Regions from separate parts of the Mus musculus genome. Here regions 1, 3 and 4 are each linked to region 2. A link is a contact called in public HiChIP or PLAC-seq data. All regions are on one chromosome and are shown on one strand. The core of a region is the stretch at or near the end of the contact, and the rest is flanking DNA. Distances in the headings are between cores, read along the strand shown.

What was found. HiChIP or PLAC-seq counts read pairs in DNA pulled down with a chosen protein or histone mark.
Region 1: a FOXA1 HiChIP or PLAC-seq map of pancreatic cancer cells shows a contact between it and region 2. The contact joins two enhancer-like sites. A contact is called at or near these places in 1 of 484 Hi-C or Micro-C datasets (embryonic stem cells), 2 of 115 datasets of contacts at active chromatin or transcription factors (pancreatic cancer cells and stem cell-derived neural progenitor cells) and 1 of 9 other capture datasets (embryonic stem cells).
Region 3: an HNF4G HiChIP or PLAC-seq map of pancreatic cancer cells shows a contact between it and region 2. The contact joins two enhancer-like sites. A contact is called at or near these places in 2 of 484 Hi-C or Micro-C datasets (the N1E-115 cell line and nephron progenitors) and 2 of 115 datasets of contacts at active chromatin or transcription factors (embryonic stem cells and pancreatic cancer cells).
Region 4: a FOXA1 HiChIP or PLAC-seq map of pancreatic cancer cells shows a contact between it and region 2. The contact joins two enhancer-like sites. A contact is called at or near these places in 4 of 484 Hi-C or Micro-C datasets (the HPC-7 cell line, myocytes, nephron progenitors and 1 more) and 1 of 115 datasets of contacts at active chromatin or transcription factors (pancreatic cancer cells).

Annotation. Positions count from the first base shown.
Region 1 is chr1:72,607,850-72,610,929 of GRCm38.p6, forward strand. All of the region lies in intron 9 of Smarcal1 (SWI/SNF related matrix associated, actin dependent regulator of chromatin, subfamily a-like 1), which reads left to right. Among named protein-coding and RNA genes, the nearest start is that of Smarcal1, 26 kb to the left of the region's middle. Within about 2 kb of position 1,497, at least 25 of the 459 cell types and tissues checked have an H3K27ac peak or open chromatin away from gene starts, as enhancers often do. A contact at or near this core is called in pancreatic cancer cells, where this site is marked.
Region 2 is chr1:72,371,363-72,374,324 of GRCm38.p6, forward strand. All of the region lies in intron 16 of Xrcc5 (X-ray repair complementing defective repair in Chinese hamster cells 5), which reads left to right. Among named protein-coding and RNA genes, the nearest start is that of Gm39661, 40 kb to the right of the region's middle. Within about 2 kb of position 1,344, at least 59 of the 459 cell types and tissues checked have an H3K27ac peak or open chromatin away from gene starts, as enhancers often do. A contact at or near this core is called in pancreatic cancer cells, where this site is marked.
Region 3 is chr1:72,507,432-72,510,417 of GRCm38.p6, forward strand. All of the region lies in intron 1 of Marchf4 (membrane associated ring-CH-type finger 4), which reads right to left. Among named protein-coding and RNA genes, the nearest start is that of Marchf4, 28 kb to the right of the region's middle. Within about 2 kb of position 1,645, at least 10 of the 459 cell types and tissues checked have an H3K27ac peak or open chromatin away from gene starts, as enhancers often do. A contact at or near this core is called in pancreatic cancer cells, where this site is marked.
Region 4 is chr1:72,548,812-72,551,953 of GRCm38.p6, forward strand. It overlaps a transcript of Smarcal1 not described here. Among named protein-coding and RNA genes, the nearest start is that of Marchf4, 13 kb to the left of the region's middle. Within about 2 kb of position 1,705, at least 10 of the 459 cell types and tissues checked have an H3K27ac peak or open chromatin away from gene starts, as enhancers often do. A contact at or near this core is called in pancreatic cancer cells, where this site is marked.

The DNA.
Region 1 (3,080 bases), core at 247-2,746, 240 kb after region 2:
CCTCTCTTTGCTGCCACCTGCTTCTGAGCAACCTCATCATAACGTTATTTCAAGTGCTAGAGAAACCCTGGCTACAGAAACAGAACTCGTGATGGTGCACGTCTTTAATCCCAGGATTAAAGGGATGCAGAGGCAGGCAGAGTTTGAGGCCAGCCTGGTCTACAGGGCTACACAGAGAACCCCTAACTGGAAAAGCCAAAGGGCAGGGGTACCTCAGCTTTGGGGAACATGATTTTATTTCCTTGGGCAAATGTTATAGCTCAGCAAAGCTAGTTATGCTCAGCTATGGCAGGGGGCATGAATGGGAAGTGGTAGCTTCTCGCTGTTCGTTGGGTGGCGGGCTTGAAACAACCCCAGTTCTTTGCTCTGAGCATGCCTGGGCTCACACTTTAACATCTGTGTGTAGCTTCTCTGCTTTGGCTAGCTGCATAGCATTCTCCATTCCATGTACTAGCTTGCCTTGTCTCTGAGGCTCTGCAGAGCTTCCGAGCCTGCACTCTGAGGAGACTTAGAAGGCCAGCAGCCCCCCAGTGTCTGCCTGTGAACCGCATTACCTTCCCAGCAGCACACAGGAGTTCCTTAGTGCCACCACACTCTGCTTTTCTCAGGAGCTGTTGTCTCCTTCGCTGGGGGAGTCGGCTACACAATGTTTAATGTAGCGTCCATTTATGTCATTTTACACATCTTTATTTTCCTAGGTGTGTCTTCCTCAGAGATAGACCAAGCATAGCAACTGTTTTCAGGCGGGCACAGACAAAGGCCTTAGAGATGATTGACCACAGCAGTGTGTCTGAGCACAGCGCTGCTTACATCATCCCAGGACAGATGAGATGCTTTTCCGGTTTCTTCCCAGGCTGCATCCCAGGCAGGCACAGCAGCCGCCCAGGACGAGGGTTCAAGATGTGCAGATTTCCCCTGTGAAACTTTTCATTTCCACTTTTTATTTTTTGTCTGCTGCTACTTTCCTGATGTGTCAAAGCCACAAACAGAGATGCTACAGATATCATTCAGGATGATGAGCCTGCGTTAAACTGAGCAGGAAATTATAGGCCTCAGTAATGAACTGTGGAAAATCAAAGCCGGAGAAATTCCTGGCTCTGCCATCAGAATGGGATTAGGTGTGGGCAGTGGCTGAGAAGGCAGAGTGCATTTTGAGAATTATATGTGTTCCATATTTAGGAGGAATCCTCTTTCCTCCCATGGTTACACCTTTATTTATTTATTATTTTTATGAGTCAGCACATCCATTTTAAGACCTTCTTTCTTCCCTGTGGACATTCAGTTCATGTGGTTGCCCTGTATTACTGTCGTGAACTCAGGGTTTCCGTGGTTAACAAGAGGTTTCCATGCAGCTGAGCTCCACAGTGGGGTCTCTTCCAAAGCTGTGTGAATTTTGCCTCACGGTCGCAGCGACTTGATGCTACAGTCTCCTCTTGATCTCACTCCTTCCCATCTCTCTGAGAGGAGTATGATCTGGGTGTGACCGTCTCAGTCAGACCTGAGTCAGTCGGGGAAGAGGAGAACTGGGAGTCCCTGTTGGTTCAGCCAGCTGTTTATCTCCCTCCTGCCCACGCTGAGCAGGCTGCCGCAGACCCAGGCTGAGCCTGGTCAGTGGAGCTGGGTCCCATCACTGAACGTTCTTAGTAATTACAAATGGAGCTTGAGTCTTGAAATACAGTGAAGTTAGTAAAACCTTTTTTTCCTTAAAAAAATAAATAAATAAAAATAAAAAATAACCAGTGAGCCAAATGCCTGCTGCCCCAAAATGGAAACTTGAGTATGGCACTGGGTTTGAGCAGAGTCAGGCAGGTCCCTAGAGCTCATTGGCCAGCCAGCTTAGCCAGATGGATAAACGACCCTGTCCCCAAAAATAAGGTACAGTGATCGACAAAGACACATGGCGTGGACCTCGGCCCCCATGCACATATCACACCCGTTCACGCCTGTATACACATGAACATGTGCATATAATACACAAACAGAATTAAAACACTAGACAGAAGCTTCTACACAGACTGTCTCTGTCATTTCCTCTTGGTACTAACAGGGTCTTTATGGTAAATTTAACTTGAATTTCAGAAATCTTTTCTGCAGCAAATTCAGGCCTATTGATCTCTCTTCTTTGCTCCAACGCTGGATCCCTTGTGTTTACTTCATGTGCCTTGCAACACTAACTAGCTTTCCCCTGAATTCTTCTCAGCATGTTGTGTACATTGATTGATTACCTACTTTGTGCCAGATGCAAAGTGCTGCAGCCAGTAAGTAGGAACACAGCCTTCATCTCTGTGTTAGCCGGGGTTCTCTAGGGGAGCAGAGCTTTAGAGTGAAGGGGTGCGTGCGTGCGTGCGTGTGTGTGTGTGTCTGTCTGTCTGTCTGTCTGTCTGTCTGTATGGGATTTATTAGAGTGGCTTACAAGCTGTGGTCCACTTATCCCAGCGGTGGCTGTCTACCAATGGAAGGTCTAAGAATTCAGTTCAGTCCTTGAGGCTGATGTCTCAGCTGTTGCTCAGTATACCCCCGAGTCCTGACGAAGTAGGCTCTAATGCCACCGCAGGAATGGACTTGCCCGAGAGGGTGAGGGCAGAGAGAGGAATCTCCCTCTCCCTGTTCTTTATGTGGGCTACCAGCAGAAAGAATGACCCAGATTAATAGAGCTCAAAGATCCGGATTAAACGTGGGTTCTCCCACTTCAAATGACTTATTTAAGAAGAAGGGAAAAAATCCCTCGTAGGTGTGCCCAGCCAGTTGGGTTTCAGTTAGTTCCAGATGTAGTCGGATGACCACCAGGGGCAGCCTTCACAGTGTCAAGGAACCAGCAAGAGCTTGTCCAGGAAGCTCAGGAGGAAGGAGTGCCGTGACAGTGGCCAAGTGGACTATGGATGGCGGCTGACACCTAACTGCTTGCGTCAGCAGACCATTTAGTTTTTGCGAGGCATGTGGTCTTTTTTGCCTAGAGTACGTTGATTTAGAGACCATACAGTTCTGGAGTGAGGCTTGTCTTCGCCGTCTTTGGTAAAGGAACGATCTGACATATTTAAAATTGAGACTGGGCTGGCTCGATGGAACAGTGGAGAGGAATG
Region 2 (2,962 bases), core at 94-2,593:
AGTTAGTGAGTCCATCACCAGTGAGACAAAATGACTAAAATGTTTTCCTCTGATGCCTGCACCCCGCCAGCTCATAGTGAGCTACTTTGTTCGTGTTGTTAACTCTAACAGATGAGAGCTTGGAAGGAACAAAAATTTGAATTTTTGAGTTGCACCAGAATTTTTTCTTTGATTATTTCAATCAGTTTCCAAATTCTAAACCTAAGAAAGAAGAAACAGAACATATTAGTTACTTTTCTCACTGCAATGGCACAATTCTTGACAACAGCATCTTGCAGAAGAAATTCTTTATTTTGGCTCACAGTTTGTAGGGAGACTGTCCTTAGTAGTAGGGAAAACATGGCAGCAGGATGTGAGGTAGCTGCTCACACTGCAGCCACAGCCATGAGTCAGAGAGACATGAATGCTGGTTCTCTGCTTGTTTTCTCTTATTTTCAGTCTGGGACCCAGTCCATGAGTTGTCACTTATGTCTTAGTCAATGTTCCGTTTCTGTGAAGGAAGAGACACACACTCACTACAGCAACTCTTATAGAGGAAAATATTTCATTGGGGGTGGTCTACAGGTTCAGAGCCTTAGTTCGTTATCATCATGGTGGGAAACATGTGGCAGGTAGGCAGACAAGGTGCTGGAGTGGTAGCTAAGAGTTCTACATCTTGATCCCCAGGCAGCAGGAAGAGAAAGAGATACTGGGCTTGGTTTGAGCATTGGAAACCTCAAAGCACACACGCAGTGACACTCTTCCTCTAACAAGGCCACACCTACTCCAACAAGGCCAGACTTCCTAATAGTGCCACTCCCTAGTGACCAAGCATATGAGTCTGTGGGGCTATTCCTGTTCAAACCACCACAACTACTCACATTGAAGGTGGGTTTTCTCTCAGTTAAACTCTGGAAATTCCCTCAAAGATACAACAGAGATATGTTTCCTAGGTGATCCCAAGTCCAGGAGAGTTGGCAAAGAAGATTAACTACCACCTAGAGAAATATAGCTTTTCTGTATTTTGAACTCTAGATATTAAATGTTCTTCATTAAGCAATAGAAAATAATGTAAATGAGAGAAAAAGGAGACGATCTGAGGAGTTCTTAAGGAAAGGAGCTGGATTAACAAAGGGTGTTAGTGGAGTTCTAGAGGATTTATGTAGAATATGGTTTTCTGAAATGCCTGGTAGTGATATTTCAAGAGTGACGCAGATTCTTGATGTGCTGTGTAAACAGTGTGCTGCCTCTGCTCTGGTGTGCACAGAAGCACCTTTCATTGCTGGCTGCCTGTGTGGAGGCTGACTCATCACTCACTCTGGAGTGTCAGCTGATACATGAATTTCAATTTCATTCAATTACCAAGTTTTAATTGGATCCCATTGCCAGACTGGTCCCCTGTTCCAGACTGTCTCCTCTAAGCTATGCTGTTACTATGGCTACTTGGTTCCTTCTGCTTTATCCCTGATGTCATCCCTGCAGCAGTGGATGACATCAACACCTACTCAGGTAGACTCCAGACAGTTACTGCAAAGCACTGTCACCTTGCACTTGCTTTCTTCTTACTGTCCATCTGGAATAGGAGCAGACCATGGTGGTAAGGCTCTTAATTTCCCTGTATCTCTTTTACTTAGTAACTTTTGCCAAGTGTAAGAGTTCTGGGACCTTAGGAACTTGTGGAAGCCATCTTTCTCTTCCCTTCCTGACTCTCAATGAGCCCAGTGCATTCTTTTAGGAGTATGGCATATACTGTACATAACCATCTGTCGTACAGTTTACATAAATGAGCCAAAAGACATCGCTTGCGTATTTAACAGAATGTCTTCCTTTGCTTGCTTGCTTATGGTAGCTTGGTGTAGGTTTTTTTTTTTTTTCTCTCCCTCTCTCTTCAAATGTATTTCTTTTTTTCTGGAGCTGGAGAGGATGAATCATTTCAGAGAGAGAATAATCTTTGTTCTGTATTACACTGCTATGTTGCTATATTTCTTGTGTTAATTGATGATCTTTATGCTTTCTGAGAAATGTTCAGTGGGCTTTTAATGTTTAACATATGTGTTTTTAATGAAAAAAAAAACCAACAAAATCATAATATGCTATGGAGTTCTTCCATTGACCATGGAATTTAAAAATTGCCATCGGCCCTGGAGGAGATCTGGTCTTAAAACCAACTGTTTCAGATGAGGAATACTATCCATCCAGATTTTAGAATGATATGTTGTTATGCTTTGTATCATGTGCTTGGGTTCACAGCCTACAACCTCACCTCACTGGATGTTACTTTTCTAGTTTCTTCTTAGCTCACACTACAGGGTAAACTAAGGTCGAGAGGCCTTCAATATCTTCCTTTCTTGTAGCTACAGAAGTAGGACTCACAGTTAACACAAATAAAAACAAAAATAAAACAAGAGAGCTCTCATAGTCCTTAGGAATAGAATCTGACAATAAAGACTTGCATTTACTCTGCTCCCTGCGCCTGCGGTTTTAATTTAACACATCAATGAAAAGACAGCATTTAAAAAGGGAGGGAACACCCAGCAGGACTTACTTTTATTAGTGCAATTTGTAAGAAATTACTGCATTTAATGAGAAAATCGTTAAGCATGAAAAAAACGGGCTGAGATGGAACTTGTGGAGCTTAGAGGGTGAGGTTTTAATTGAGTTTTTTACTTATTGGAGAGAGATGGTGATAACGATGATGTTGTTGTTAATAATAATAATAATCGTCTGGGGCTGCACCTCTTCTATGAGGAGGTCAGCACTCTGTATTTAGTTCTGCTCCCCTGCTACCCAGCATGCGTAGTGTGATAGTGTTGGGGACCCTTGTGTACCTGTGGACCCTTTTTCTCTTTCTGTGAGGAAGCCACAGCATTGTGCTAACTGGGGGATTAGGAGGCAGATCCCTGCAGAACAGTTCCTAAGGGGCAAAGGACAAAAGAGGCAAAGGGCGAGTGATGTGTCCCTCACTGCTGCGTGAACAGGCAAT
Region 3 (2,986 bases), core at 395-2,894, 140 kb after region 2:
GGTAAGGCAGTGACTTGTGACAAGCCTAGGAGAATGGCAGAGAAGCGGGAAGAAGGCCCTGTGTAGACTGGGAATGGGTAGGGTGTCTGAGAGATCCTGCAGTTTATTCTCACTGGAAGAAGAAATGAGCTTAGGTTGTAGTGGAGAAGTCACCCTTCCTTTAGGAGAATCAGGAATGGGCTGTTTTCTCCCCTCACACCTGCAGGAAGGTCTGCACTGGGCCCCAGGAATCTGATTACCATGTGCAACAGTTCATTTCCCTCCTAAGATGCCTGCTGTGCCTGAGCCCCCAACCAGGCTGCTCCCCAAGTCCCTGTTGGAGCTGCTAGCTGTAGACAGGCTCTGTGATCACCTCCTATGAGGCTGTACTGTGGTGACAAGGACAGGAGAGAGGCGACTGAGGAGGCAAGAAAGGGCATGTCTGTAGGGGGATGGTACATGGTCTCATGCAAAAACAGAGACTATCGGAAAGTACAGGCTTAAATTAAAGACTGTGGCCAAACTGAGGGACATTTAAGGAAATAAGATAAGAGTTGGAACATTTTATTCATTCAATAATAGGGAGCCATGGAAATTTTCACAGGAAAGTATCTGTCTTAGCTTGGACTGCTCTAACAAAAGAGCAGAAGTTAAGATGTTTAAACCCAGCCATTCATTTCTCACAGTTTTGGGCCTGAGGATCTGAGGCCAGGGTACCAGTGTGGTTTGGATCTGGAAGGCCTCTCTCTGCCTGGTTCTCAGCAAACTGCCTTCCTGCATCCTCTTCCTCCTATCCTTCATCATCGCTGTTATAGGAGCTGTGCTCTCAAGACCTCATGTAAGCCCAGCTACCCCTCAAATCCCCCACCACTTAATACCGCCACACTGAAGACTTGGCAAAGAGCACACATACATCCAAGTTCCAGCCTCCTTGTAGATCCTTTCTCCAGCTTTATGTATTTATTATGCATATATACCCATTCATCATATATACATCCCAACTCTGCACATTTGCAGCTCTGAGAATAGCACTGTGAGAATATTTCTATTTTGCAGGCAAGGACTCTGAAGTTTGAAATGTCCAGCAACATTCATGGCATCATATTGCAGCTATCAAAAAACAGATTGGGGTCCTAAATGAAGCCAGGAGAACTTTAGGAAACTGGCAGCTCAGAAGAGGAGCTAGAAGCATTATCTGAGTCAGACACAGTAGTGTCTGGAACTATACAGTAGGATAGGACAAATGGTAGAGGAAGAAGGAAGCAAAGAAGAAAGGGAGGAAAGTAGAGAAAGGAAGGAAGGAAGGAAGGAAGGAAGGAAGGAAGGAAGGAAGGAAGGAAGGAAGATCCTAAGAACAGACCTCTAGGTACCTGCTTTAGAAAGGATGGGGGAGAGAAGAGGGAAGGCAGCTATTGGGAGTGGGAGGGATCCCAGAGCGATTAAGGAATGGGAAGGGACATTAGCAATACAGGGAATTCAGAAGAGGTTTCAATTTTCAGAAGACAGCCTTACTTTTATTTTCTTGTGTTGATTTGCTCTGTGGTTTTGAGGCCACATGTGGCCCAGGCTGACCTCTAACCTGTTATTCAGCCAAGGACAACCTCCTGCTTCCAGGCACCAAGTGGTGGGATCACGGGGGTGTCACCGTGGATGGCTCAACTTGGGTCTTTTGAAATGTTATGTTAGTACAGAGGTCTAGAAAGAGTCCTTTTTCACTTCCTTGTACAGCAGGACAGTCAAACAAATGAGAAGAAAAACTTCAAAAATTCACTGCTAAAGTATACACTTAACAACACAGTCCTGTATTGCCTAACCCACAGGGACATATCCTGAATAAGATGTCATAGGCAATTTCATCAGTAGATAACAGGTGCATGAACCAAGATGGCTACGCCATCACTAGGCAACCACTACTCACGTGCTGTGTCCCTGACATGTGTGTTCCATGGCTACACTTATCCTTCCTACATGCACTGCATTATGTTTTATGCCCTGTTCTGGCCTACCTTCATTCATGTAAGTTGGGGGACAGAGGAGGAAACTGGTGATTGCTGTATGTGGTTGATTTTTAACCCATTGGCCTATAGCTTGCACAAGACTTAGCCAAAGGCAGTGTGAGTAGAACTAGTCCTCTTAGCCACTGCAGCTGATGTTACAGAGGAGAAATGGGGGATTGGGTGGTCAGGGGGATCAGGACTAACATACAAAGGAGACAAGAGGGCGGAGTCTCTAAAAGACCTTGTAGTGGGGTCATCAGAGATCTTCCAAGAATCGTTTCAGTTGAAGGAGGCAACCAGAAGGAAAAACAGGAATGTGTGTGCGTTGATGATGAAAGACTGAATCATAGACCTGAACATGCCCATCTATAAAAGAGCCAGAGCCAGGAAGGGAAAGTGATTAAAGATGCCTGAGAGGGCTCACTGCAGGTGGTGGTGAGAAAGGCCAGGCTCACGTGGAAACTTCTAGATGGTACTGGGGTGAACTGGGATGAAGAACAGAGATGTAGGGTCATCTTGGGTAGAAGGTGTTGTGCTGCTTCTCAGATAGGGAGGGGAACAGGCTAGGTAAACAGACATTTGCAGAGGTCAAGAGGGAGTGCTGAGAAGTAGAAGGGAGGGGTGTGTGTGTGTGTGTGTGTGTATTGTGCACTTGTGTATATATGTGTGTATGTGTGTGTTTGTGTGTGCATGTGTATGTGTGTATATGTGTGCGAATATATGTGTATGTGTGTGTATGTATGCATGTTTGTGTGCGTGTTTGTGTGTTTTGTGTGCATCTATATATGTGTATGTTTGTGTGTTTGTGTATGTATGTTTGTATATGTGTGTGTGTATGGGTGTGTGTGTGTGTGTGTGTGTGTGTGTGTGTGTGTGTGTGATGGCATGTGAACAGCTGACCCCAGTTTTCTCAGTAAAGTGGGCAGCAAGGTCCTGTGGTTGATGAGTTCAAGTAAATGGGAAGTGTTTAGAATACTAATTAGCTAGCAGTTAACAAACCTCAACAGAAC
Region 4 (3,142 bases), core at 455-2,954, 180 kb after region 2:
TCTCTTAGATTTATTTTTATTTATTTGAGTACACTGTAGCTGTCTTCAGACACACCAGAAGAGGGCATCAGATCCCATTAAAGATGGTTGTGAGCTACCATGTGGTTGCTGGGAATTGAACTCAGGACCTCTGGAAGAGCAGTCAGCCCTCTTAACCATTGAACCATCTCTCCAGCCCCAGACTGACTTACTATTGTTACACTTACTCTGTCTCATCTCACTTCGTGTAACTCAGCTGTTGGTTACAGCTATGGCAGGGCATTACGGTAAGAAACAGAAAGCATCTTCTAGCCAACAACCGGTGAACAGCCAAGTTGACCGTGGACTGAATCCTGCCAGCCACCCTGTAAGTGAACTTGGAAATGGATCATTTCCCTACTGTGCTTTGATATGATGTCAGAATTGCCCCACATCTTTACAAACATTCATGAGGAGTGTGGGTCAAAGGAGGCATTTGAGCTAAGCCTCTCTAAGCTGTAGAAACCTTTAGACAAACAGAGCTGATCAAGCTGTCTAAACTGTCACTGCTCACCTCCAACACATGCAGAGGTCATCCCCCCACCCCACTCCATCTCTCTCCATCAGACTCCATTTTTAAACAGCACCTTGGAAGGAGAGAGAATGTTAAGGAGAAGCTCCCACTGACTCTGACAATAGAGAACAAGTCCCAGATGGCTAAGATCCCACGAGCAGGGGGTAGCAGTGCTGTTTTCTCCATGTCCCCTTTTGGACTTGAGATTTCAAGGGCAGAGTTTGTGGTTGTTCTTATTTTTTGATGCTATGCGCATAGTTGGTGGTGCATAGTTGGTCCTCAATAAATATTTGTTTAATGGTTTGTGCCCTTCATCACCACACTCATCATCACTGTAAGCATAGTTCTCTTTTGTGCATGCATCATAAGAATCCCCAGCTACACTGAGGCCTCATCTCAACCAATATTCTTTTTTTTAACCTTTTTTTAATAGGATATTTTGCTTATTTATCAACCAATATTCTTAACCTCCTCCTTCAGGTTTTGCCGCCAAACCACAGACAAAGACTAATTTGAAATGGAATTTAATTTCTGGTCCTTTTCCTGCTCTTCATTCATTTCATCCTATCCCATCTTTCTGAATGAATTTCCAGTGAACAGAAAAGTGTCCCTAAATGAGAGTAAAATATCGAGTTTGGGAATAATTTATTATGTAACAAGTGATAACTTATAGATAAAGACATTTGGTATTAGTCGACGTGCCCAGGTTTTAGACCTTGACCTTGGACAATGCTCAGACAGGTGGTCTGTCTCTAATCTTTCCAAACCCTGACTCTCAGCAGCAAGCACAGAGCTAAGCTCTCACCTTTCAACTCTCAGCCTCTGTGATGAGAGCTAGCTTGTCTCCTGTGTGACTTCACATTATCTCCAGACACAAGTACAAAGTAATTTTCAAATCATTATCAGCAAGAAGCAACGTAGTGAAATAATAAAAAAAAAAGTGTTCAATAGAGATTTGCTTGTTTACAAGATTAAGTCTACACTATTCCCAGAGACAGCAATATAATAGAGAGGAAGACATCTATGACCTCATATAGTTTATAGCTTAGTGAGAAAAAGAGACAAGTGAGCAAAATGAGTAGAATAAGCTAATTTCCTCTAGTAGTAAGTGCTATAAAGAACATAAACAGAGACATGTGATAGGGGATGACTCAGTGGTATGTGACTCAGTGGTATGTGTGTTGATGGGGAAAATCGAAACCATCTCCAAGTGTAAATGCAAGCATGGAGAAGAGACCAGTAAAGAGAATCTGAGGCCGAGAGCAGGCAGCAAGCAAAGACAGCCATGTTGGCACATCATGAGCAATAGCAAGTTGGCTGGTTGGAGGCCAGGTGATTTGGAAGGGAGAAAGGATGAATTGCAAGCACAGTGCAAGAGCCCTGTGTAATGTCATTTGGTAATGGGGAGTGAGTTTAATTCCATAGGAGCATGGAAGCCATCGAGGATTAAAACCAATGGATGGTGAGAGGATGTGGTACCCATCTAAGAGATCACTCGGGTTGCTGACCAAGCTATGAGCTAGAAGTGGGCAGAATGGAAACATGGATACTATGTATCAGAATGACCCTAGTGATTGGCTAAACCAGGCCTTCCATTTCTCAATCTGCAAAATAGTTATTTGGGAACAGAAAAGAAATGTGGCCCTTTCTGGCTTCATCATTCCACGGTCCTCGTGTGGACCTGCATCTGAGCCAAGTTCTTCCCTGTGAATGGAAAATAAGTCTCTAGTTTCTGACTCACCACATGGCATGGTCATCTGATGATCAGCTTAGCATTGTTTTTACCTTCCTCTCTAAGGCTCCTCCCTGGTGCCTGGAACCACCTAGATGGCCTCTTCTCCTTGCTCTCTCCACGGCTTTGAACTGTCTTTCGGGGTTTCTAGTTTGGTGATGGTTCTGGGGAGATGACACAGGCCAACCTGCTTCATCTCAGCACTAGTCCTGTAGCTCACCTCCTGTGCCCACAAATGGTTTCAGCCCTTCTGAGCTCCTTCTGGGAAGGCAAATGGTATCATGAAATATTCAGGGAGCCTTCAGTGGACATGCCAAAAGGAACCTGCTTCCCAACTGTACTGAGGGAATGGCCGCCTGCTCAGTCAGACTGGTAGGAGAAAGTTAGTTGGTGTTTCCCAAGGCTCTTTTCCTGACTGGTCCACTCCACACACTGTCTCAGAACACAGGGACTTTTGCTCTGCATGGGGAAAACCAGACCATAGCCCACTAGCATCCTACAAACTTGTTTGAGTCACATGTTACGACTATGCATGGGATTACAGGTGTCTGAGAGGTATATATACTTCAGCATTCATAGCCTTCAATCAGAATATAATCTGATTTTACGTCAGGCCTCCCAGCTCACAGGTGAACAGCGATACGCACCCACATGCTTTAAACTTTAGCCATGTACATATAACCCATTTTAACAGAGGGACCACTTAATGCAGTGTTGCTTTAAAAAGAGCTTTTTAAAATGGCTATCCAATGTGCACATGTAGATCGATAGCCAGACAGATAGAAGTATTGATTTTTTAAAGATACAGAACAATAATAAAACCTTGAATTTATATACCTTCCCCTCTTGGGGGGACTCACAATGTATGTCTCTTTTCC